Linked DNA regions of Hordeum vulgare: region 1 is linked to region 2. A link is a contact called in public Hi-C data. All regions are on one chromosome and are shown on one strand. Each heading gives the region's core, a stretch centred on a gene start, on an enhancer-like site or on the middle of the called end of the contact. The rest is flanking DNA. Distances are from core to core; before and after follow the strand shown.

Region 1 (4,214 bases), core at 1,022-3,521, 300 kb after region 2:
AGAGGCCATTTGCTTTTAGCCATTGTTGTCTCTTATTGGATGGTGGATGGCAAGCCAAAGTGGCAACAAGTTGTGTCCGACCTCAAGGCCGGAAAGAAGAGGAATGATGGCTTAAGTTCCCACCAATCCATTGGGTTGGATGATGATGACAATGATGTTATCGTCACCAATGGAAAAGCTATCATGCAAAAGGATAACCGGCTACTCATGGGAAGTAAGTGGGAGAAGGCAAGGATCTCCCGTGGCGCAGCGACTACAAAAATGTCGTTCACATGGGCAAACATTTTTTCGGTAAGGGGGAGTAAGAAAGATGAGAGGTACAAGGCTATGTTGGATGCACAAAGGAAGAGGATGAAGTGGGATCGAACGAGGCCAAAGAGGTGGCTTGAAATTGAGAGGAAGACAATCGAGTTGGAGAAGCAAGAGGCGGCGATCAAATGAGAACTCCAGAAGGCCAAGACATTTGAAGACATTGAGCTCGAGAAGGAGAGGTTGCAACTCTCACACGACGTGAAGGATGCAAAAAATCATGCTCATGGATTAATTCACTTTGGATGAACATGCCAAAATGTCTCGTGGACACAAAGAGGGAGATCAACGACCATAGAGCGTTGGGGCGGCCAGGGCGGCTACGACTGCGACAACAAAGCACGCAACCACGATCCAGATGGTGGAGGTAGCCTAGATGCAGGCGGCGATCGTTGCCATGATGCAGACGGAGGAGGCAGCCCAGATGCATGCGGAGATGGATGCCCAAGAGGAGCACGACGCATGGACGAACTCATCCGGCCAGTGATCCAACAGCATCCGGGCATTGATTTCATTTTGGCATGTTAGTTTGGTGGAACTATGATATCGTTTGCTTTTGTTTAAAACTGTTGAATACAGACAATTTATATCGGATGATCGACGTGCATGGCTTTGTATGGATTTAAGAGTCCGAATATGAGGTATGTGGATGCACGAAGCGAAATATGAAGGGTCGTCCGTATGCGTCCGCAAGCGTGTCTGAACGCGTCCGAGGCCGGATTTGCTCAGTCTGGCTGTAGATGCTCTAAGAGCATCTCTAGCAGACCCCTTAAAAGGGTCGAACCCGGATAATTCGGGCAAGTATACGGGTTCGGCCCGTTTTGCTAGCCAGAATAGACCCCGTATCGCGCATCCGGCCCATAATTTTTTTTTACCGTGGCCCGGAAAAAGACCCCCCAACCGGGGCATATTCCATTTCACCGCTTGGATACGGGTCAAACCCTATCCTCCACCGCCGCAGCTTCGCCACGATTCATCTCCCACTCCGCCCTCGCCGCCGGGGAGCCAAACAAACCCATAGCCATCCCGACCAAGGACGGCCACAGAAATGGAGGGGATGATGTCGAGCGGCGCCGCCGCCACCGCACGCAAGCGGGGATCACAGAAGTGGATGAAGTACGGCCGCCGGACGCCGCCGGCTTACGAATGCCGCGAGCTCGAGGAGTACGAGCGGGAGCTCGCGGCCCAACGGTGCGCTCCTCCGGCTCGTGTGTCGTTGGGAATTCGTCTGCGTGCGCCTCGTCCTTGCGGACCATCACTAAAGTCAAGAGAAGGCCAGAGGAGCTCGGGCCGTTCGTCGTCAAGCTCGAGGATGGCGTTGTTCCACCACGCGGAGGGGTCATCAGCCGCGAGAACTACCTCCCCCCGGGACAGGAGGATCACCTCATGCACGCCATCATGGAATGCTCGGTGAGGGAGGCGGAGGAGGTCTCCGCGTGCAACCGCCGCGGGTTTGAGATCGAGTAGATCTTCCTCGAGTAAGGCGTCACAACATCGCACACGAGCGCGTCCAAGGAGGCGGACCTGCGCGTCATGAAGGTCGAGTAGGTCAAGGTCTGGATTGACTTCGACTCCGACTTCGACGCCGACTGTGCTCCTCCGGCTCCTCCACCATGTCGTCACCGCCGCATCCGTCATTTTTGATAGCCTAGGCTCGGACACGCTGCACGACTCGCAGTCCCCCTACCTAATAGTATGAAGACAATGTAGTTTGCTCATGACGAATAATGTAGTTTGATGAAGAACCATGATGTGATTTCATGCATGTCTTTACAAGTTTCACCCACAAATGTTTTTTTTCTTTAAATTTTACAGTTTCATATACGGGATCTGATTTTTTAACATATATATTCGCCTAAAATTGATAGGCAACAAATTGTAAATACATTTTGCGGATTATTATTTACGGAATGGCTAGACACGCTCTAATGGACTGTGTTGGAGTTGCCCTAAAGAGCGGCACCGACCAAACCGCACAAGCCCAATGATCAAAACAATGCACGGCAACGATCCCCACCGCCATAGAGAATCACCCATAAATCCGAGCAAAGAGGCATTTTTCCATCGCAACCGAGTCCACACAACCTAGAAACGCCCAATTTCAATTCCAGATCACGGTCTCCATGGCCCTCCGCGGGTGGTCGAACTTCGCACCGGATCTCCTCGTAACCGTCTCCGGCGACCTCACGGAGCTAGCGGACATCGCCCGCTTCCGCTCCGTATGCACCACCTGGCGTGACGCGGGAGTGGATGCAGCGGCCGCGCCTCCATCGCAGCCCCCGTGGCTCGTTCTCCCGTCCTCCCCGTCGCCGCTCTTCTTCAACCCCTCGGAGGACCGCCTCTACTGCAACATCCATCTGCCCGTCCCCACCGCGGACGCCGACCGCCGCCGCCGCCGCCGCCGCCTCTCTGCGTCTCCGCACGGCTGGATCCTCGCCATCGACCCCACAGATCTCGCCGCGTCCCTCCTCCACCCCTTCACCGGCTCCGTTCGCCCCCTCCCGCCGCTCCCCGCCTTCTTCGCGGAGACGGATGACCTGGCCTGGGACCTATCCCCGCACAGCGTCATGGCGTCCTGCGGCGAGGTCGTCCTGGTCTGCGCCCTAGACCCTCTCGCCGACTCCTGGGCCCCAGTCCCCGCCATGCCCGACTGCAACGTGAGCAGCATCAACTACGCCGGCGGCGATTTCTTCGTCTTCGAGGAGGACGCGTGCCGCACCACCATCGTCGACTCCATCACCCTCGCGGTCACTGCCGTCATCCCGCCGCCCCAACTCGACCTCCCCACTGAGGCGCGCGTCGTGGTGGCTGGTGAGGAGCTCTTCCTTCTAGCCAAGTCCAAGTGGTTGTACGTCTTTGGTGATGGTGCCGACGTGGACTTCTCCAAGGCATTCTCCGTGAACCACCGGAGCACCTACCCAGTCTGGCAGGACCTCACCAGCATCGGCGAGCGGGCGCTGTTTGTTGATCCTCTCCACGGATTCGCTGTGGGGGCATCAGGGTTCACGAATCTTGAAAGCAACACAGTCTACTCGGTGACCACCAAGGAGGCGAGCCGCTCCAGCAGTGTGAAATACAGTGTATCGGCTTTCAATCTGCAGAGCCGGACCACTAAGAAGCTTGAATGCCGGCTGAACGAGCTTGACATGGCTCAGCGTATCGGGGCGGCGGCATCTTGGATCATACCAAGTGTGAATGAAGGCTGAATGAAGTCAGGGAACAAGAAGGTCCTCTGTTCTTGTCTGATGGTGACGAATGATATCTGGCTCGCGGGTCAAATTCTTGGTACCTTTGCACATGCCTAAGTTCTGAAGTGAAGTTAAAATCAACAAGCCTCTTTTATACGCATGTTCTTCTTCTGTACCTACAATCATTATACTGTCGTTTAGACGCTCCTAGATTCTGATCAGCCTGAAGCTTACTTCTGTGAGATGTATTTGCTGCTAGTCTTCTACTCCAAGTTTTAGTGTCCACTTTTAATGCTCAAGCAGTCGAGCTGAATATAGGTTGTCGTGATAAAGTACTCCATGAGCTTCTTGAGTTTCAGTAATCGACTCAGAGTCCCTTTTTATATGCGATTAATTGAATCAGACTCTCAGAAGCTGGACAATTGGAACAATTTCTTTGTATTTTCATAAAATACGATGGGAATGAAACTTTATATGCATTTGTTGCCACTAGAATTTGTTATGCCTGCTAGCGACCCAAACGAACATCGTTTTTGTTCGTTTGGCGGACTTTCTGTCCGTGTTTTGTCTGTTTGGGTAGGTTTGTCCGTGTCCATTTTTTAAATTGATCAGCACATGTATCCAATCGGAAAGCAAGTGGTCGGCACATGTGACTAGTAGTAGTCAAACTAGAAGTTTGTAGTCAGGCCCTGTTTGGAAGGTGACTACTACTAGTCA
Region 2 (4,002 bases), core at 1,279-3,778:
CGTCACTCCCTATCAAAGACGACGTGACCTTGTCGAGGCAAGCAGTAAAGTCTTCATGTACGTGTCCCTAAAGACCAGTGTCTGTAAGGTGCAGACGTCGTTTTTGAACCTTTGAATAGATTGAAGCATCTGACACAAAATCTCATCGATGTGCACGCACAAAAAGAATCCCTAACCTCTCTTTTTTAAAAAAAAAGAGAATCCTTAACCTTGCCACCCCTAAAAGACGACATAAATCTACATATCTTTGTTGACTATGTTCAGATAGATTATCTTAAGAAGGATCAGATCCGTGAAGAGAAACTCAAAGGGAAAGTGGCGTGACTCTTTTACCTCTTTACACATAATGGCCGTCTAACGCTAGTTTCCTCATGTTTGTCGTTGTCTTCTTTCCCGTCGTCGGTTGTCGTGACTCTTTTAGCCACCAAGTTTATCATGCCCATGTCCATATTGATTGGAACGACCTTTTAATTTTTTTATGTCAACCTTAATATTTGTTATTGTATCTACTGATATTGTACTTTCTTGTGTCGTCAGTTCTTCCTCGATTATGCTGCCTTTGCGTCCTCAGCGACAGACAAAAAATAGTCCAAACATCCTAGGGCAACCGAATTGCAAAATGGTTGAGCTACTATTTGACAAACGCGGCAAAAGGTGGCACTAGTGTGTGTATACTCATAGAAATACACGCGTTGGTGATGATCTGCTCACAGTCAAAGATTAGATCTTTGTTGTCAAGAAATTAATTGTCACAGTTATGATATAGCAGGTAGATGTATCAAGATCTTCTGATTATTTGATTTGATTGATGTATGTTTTGAGATATTGTTTTTTCTTGCACAATGTTTAACTTTCTTGTGCAATAGAAAAAACACATTTATAGCAATGTATGATATATAAATTGATGCTCCCACTGTTCACTACTATAAACAAAATACCAACTGAAAATGGGTGAACAAACAGATTAAAACGTATTTACAAAAAATAGGACATTTTATGAACAATCAATCAAGGAAGAACTCCCTCCATCCGGAAATATTTGTGATAGGAATGAACGTATCTAGATGTATTTTAATTATAGATATATCCATTTTATCCATTTTGCAACAAGTAATTCTGGACGAAGGGATTATGTAACAACTTATGAATATTTGACGGTTGGCATATAAAGAATGGGATCCCCATAAAAATCCAGAAAAGAACTTGGGTCGTGGAACCAAACCATCTCTTTTTTTGGGTGTGGACAAAAACATAAGAACAATGTGAAACTACCGTAATCATGGGAGAACACAACTTAGTGAGAATTATATTAGTACTCCCTCTCTCTTGAATTATAAGATGTTTTAAATATTTCAATACGGATTAGATAGAAATAAAAGAGAGTGTATAAACACAGTAAAACAAATCTAATTACATTTGACTCAGATTAAAGGTAAAAATTAAAGATAAAACATCTTATAATACTAGTGAAATGAGAGGGTATTAAAGAGCACAGACTTGAATAGCTATCGAATTCTGGAAATATAGGGAAATTTTTGAAAAGTTAAAAATCCTGACGGCTCGAGTGTGGTCCGGCGCATGGTGGAAGGGGTCCACATATGCGCGCCCCTGCGCTGTCGCCGCCGCTGTGTCGGTCCGTGCCCCATCGGTCCGCCCGGATCGCCAGTTTCCGCCACCGTCGATCGTCCGCATTGCCGGATCCAGCCTTCGTCCATCGTCCTCATCGCATGCCGCCATGACCGGGCGCGCGTATACAAGTGTTACAAACGTCACCCAGAATTGCTGCAATGGCTATTTAAAAAAGCTTCAAAACCCATAATGAAAAAGCTTTAATCAGGCATATGTTAAGTTGCAAGCGGTCATTTGCCATGACGGAATGTTGCAACCGTTGACATAAAATGCTACAAACTTTGATTAAAAAAGCTGCAATTATACATATAAAAAGCTACAACCGTTGATGAAAAAAGCTGCAACCAGACATATAAAAGCTGCAAGCGGTCATTGCTATGGTGAAATGCTACAACCGCTGACATAAAATATTACAACCGTTGATGCAAAAAAGCTTCAACGAAGGACTGACAAGGCGCTCGCGTTTGTTGGCTCTGCAAGGACGACGACCGGCGACGAGGACGTCCGACGAGAGGGGGCGATGGGAGAAGGACCCCTCGATTGCGAGGGGACGGGGAGGAAAGGGAGGGGCTGGGGGAGCGCCGCTGCACGCTGAACGAGGATGGCTGACGAGATGCTCACGTTCGTGGTTCGAGGTTAAGACGAGATCTGACGTTTAAGGGCGCCCGATCCGACGACTGCTCTGTGACCGGCGTGAGCTCTCGCGTCGGCGCGCGAGCGTCGAGTACTGCCCATCTGTGTAGGTACCACTCATACACCGCCACGCGCTTCTTGTGGTCCCGGGGGACGTAGAAAACCGAAACATGCTCATGGACCACGTCCATGATATTTTCCCACGATTTTTTTGGCAAAATATATTTTCCCACGATGGCATGCCATCTTCTCTACAAAAGCACCGGCAATCCCTCCGAAAGGGAGACCACAGCCGCTCCTTTCTCATCGGTTTCCCCCGTCGCGAGATCGCCCGTTTTCTCTCAACGCTTCCGACCGGAGAGGAAGAGGAATACAAATCCCATCGAATTCGCCTGGTCGCGGTTTCATCATCTTCTGTCCCTGTGTGTGTGTGTGTGTGCTGGTGGTGGTGGTCTTGATCCGTTGTTAATTTCGATTCAATCGCCCGGACGCCATGGGATTGGGGAGCGACGCGAGCTCGTCGTCGTCGCGGCTGGACTCGGCGCCGCTGCTGCCGCACCACAGCGCCGAAGGGGGCCACCTGTCGTCGCAGCCCAAGACGTTCGCGAACGTCTTCATCGCGGTGGTCGGCGCCGGCGTGCTCGGCCTGCCCTACACGTTCTCGCGCACCGGCTGGGCGGCGGGCTCCATCCTGCTCCTCTCCGTCGCGCTGCTCACCTTCTACTGCATGATGCTGCTCGTCGCCTGCCGCCGCCGCCTCGCCGACGAGCACCCCAAGAAGCTGTCCTCGTTCGGGGATCTGGGGGACGCCGTCTTCGGCGCGCCCGGCCGCCTCGCCGTGGACACCATGCTTGTGCTCAGCCAGGCCAGCTTCTGCGTCGGATACCTGATCTTTATCTCCAACACCATGGCGCACCTCTACCCCATCTTCGCCCCCTCCTCCAACGTCTTCCTCTCCCCTAAGGCGCTCTTCATCTACGCCATGCTGCCGTTCCAGCTCGGGCTCAACTCCATCAAGACGCTCACGCTCCTCGCGCCGCTCAGCATCTTCGCCGACGTCGTCGACCTCGGCGCCATGGGGGTCGTTGTTGGACAGGACGTGTCGACCTGGCTCGCCGCACATCCACCCGTCGTCGCGTTCGGCGCCCCCGCCGCGCTCCTCTACGGCGTGGGCGTGTCCGTGTACGCCTTCGAGGGCGTCTGTATGGTCCTGCCGCTGGAGGCGGAGGCCGCGGACAAGAAGAAGTTCGGCGCCACGCTCGGGCTGTCCATGGCGTTCATCGCCGCCATGTACGGGCTGTTCGGTGTCATGGGGTACGTCGCGTTCGGCGACGCCACGCGCGACATCATCACCACCAACCTCGGCAGCGGGTGGCTGTCGGCCGCCGTGCAGCTGGGGCTGTGCATCAACCTCTTCTTCACCATGCCGGTGATGATGAACCCAGTGTACGAGGTCGCCGAGCGCCTGTTTCACGGCAAGCGCTACTGTTGGTGGCTGCGGTGTGTGCTCGTGGTCACCGTGGGGCTCGCGGCCATGCTCGTGCCCAATTTCACCGACTTCCTCGCCCTCGTGGGGAGCAGCGTCTGCGTGCTGCTCGGGTTCGTGCTGCCGGCCACCTTCCACATGAAGGTGTTCGGAGCCGAGATGGGCTGGGCCGGGGTTCTCAGCGACGTCCTCCTGGTCGTGCTCGGCCTCGTGCTCTCCGTCTTCGGCACCTACTCGTCGCTGGTGCAAATCTT

Evidence for each region. Hi-C and Micro-C count contacts between places; a contact is called where the count stands out from the background.
Region 1: a contact with region 2 is called in a Hi-C map of seedling, with 2.2 times the contacts expected there. The contact joins the promoter of LOC123403482 here to the promoter of LOC123402846 in region 2. A contact is called at or near these places in 1 of 6 Hi-C or Micro-C datasets (seedling) and 1 of 1 datasets of contacts at active chromatin or transcription factors (embryo).

What each region holds. Positions count from the first base shown.
Region 1 is chr6H:430,072,713-430,076,926 of MorexV3_pseudomolecules_assembly, forward strand. LOC123403482 reads left to right here and starts at 2,272. Exons shown (of 1, transcript XM_045097417.1): 1 at 2,272-3,986. The coding sequence starts at 2,433. The coding sequence ends at 3,515.
Region 2 is chr6H:429,777,312-429,781,313 of MorexV3_pseudomolecules_assembly, forward strand. It overlaps LOC123402846 (amino acid transporter AVT3B-like), which reads left to right and starts at 2,529. Exons shown (of 1, transcript XM_045096803.1): 1 at 2,529-4,002. The coding sequence starts at 2,756.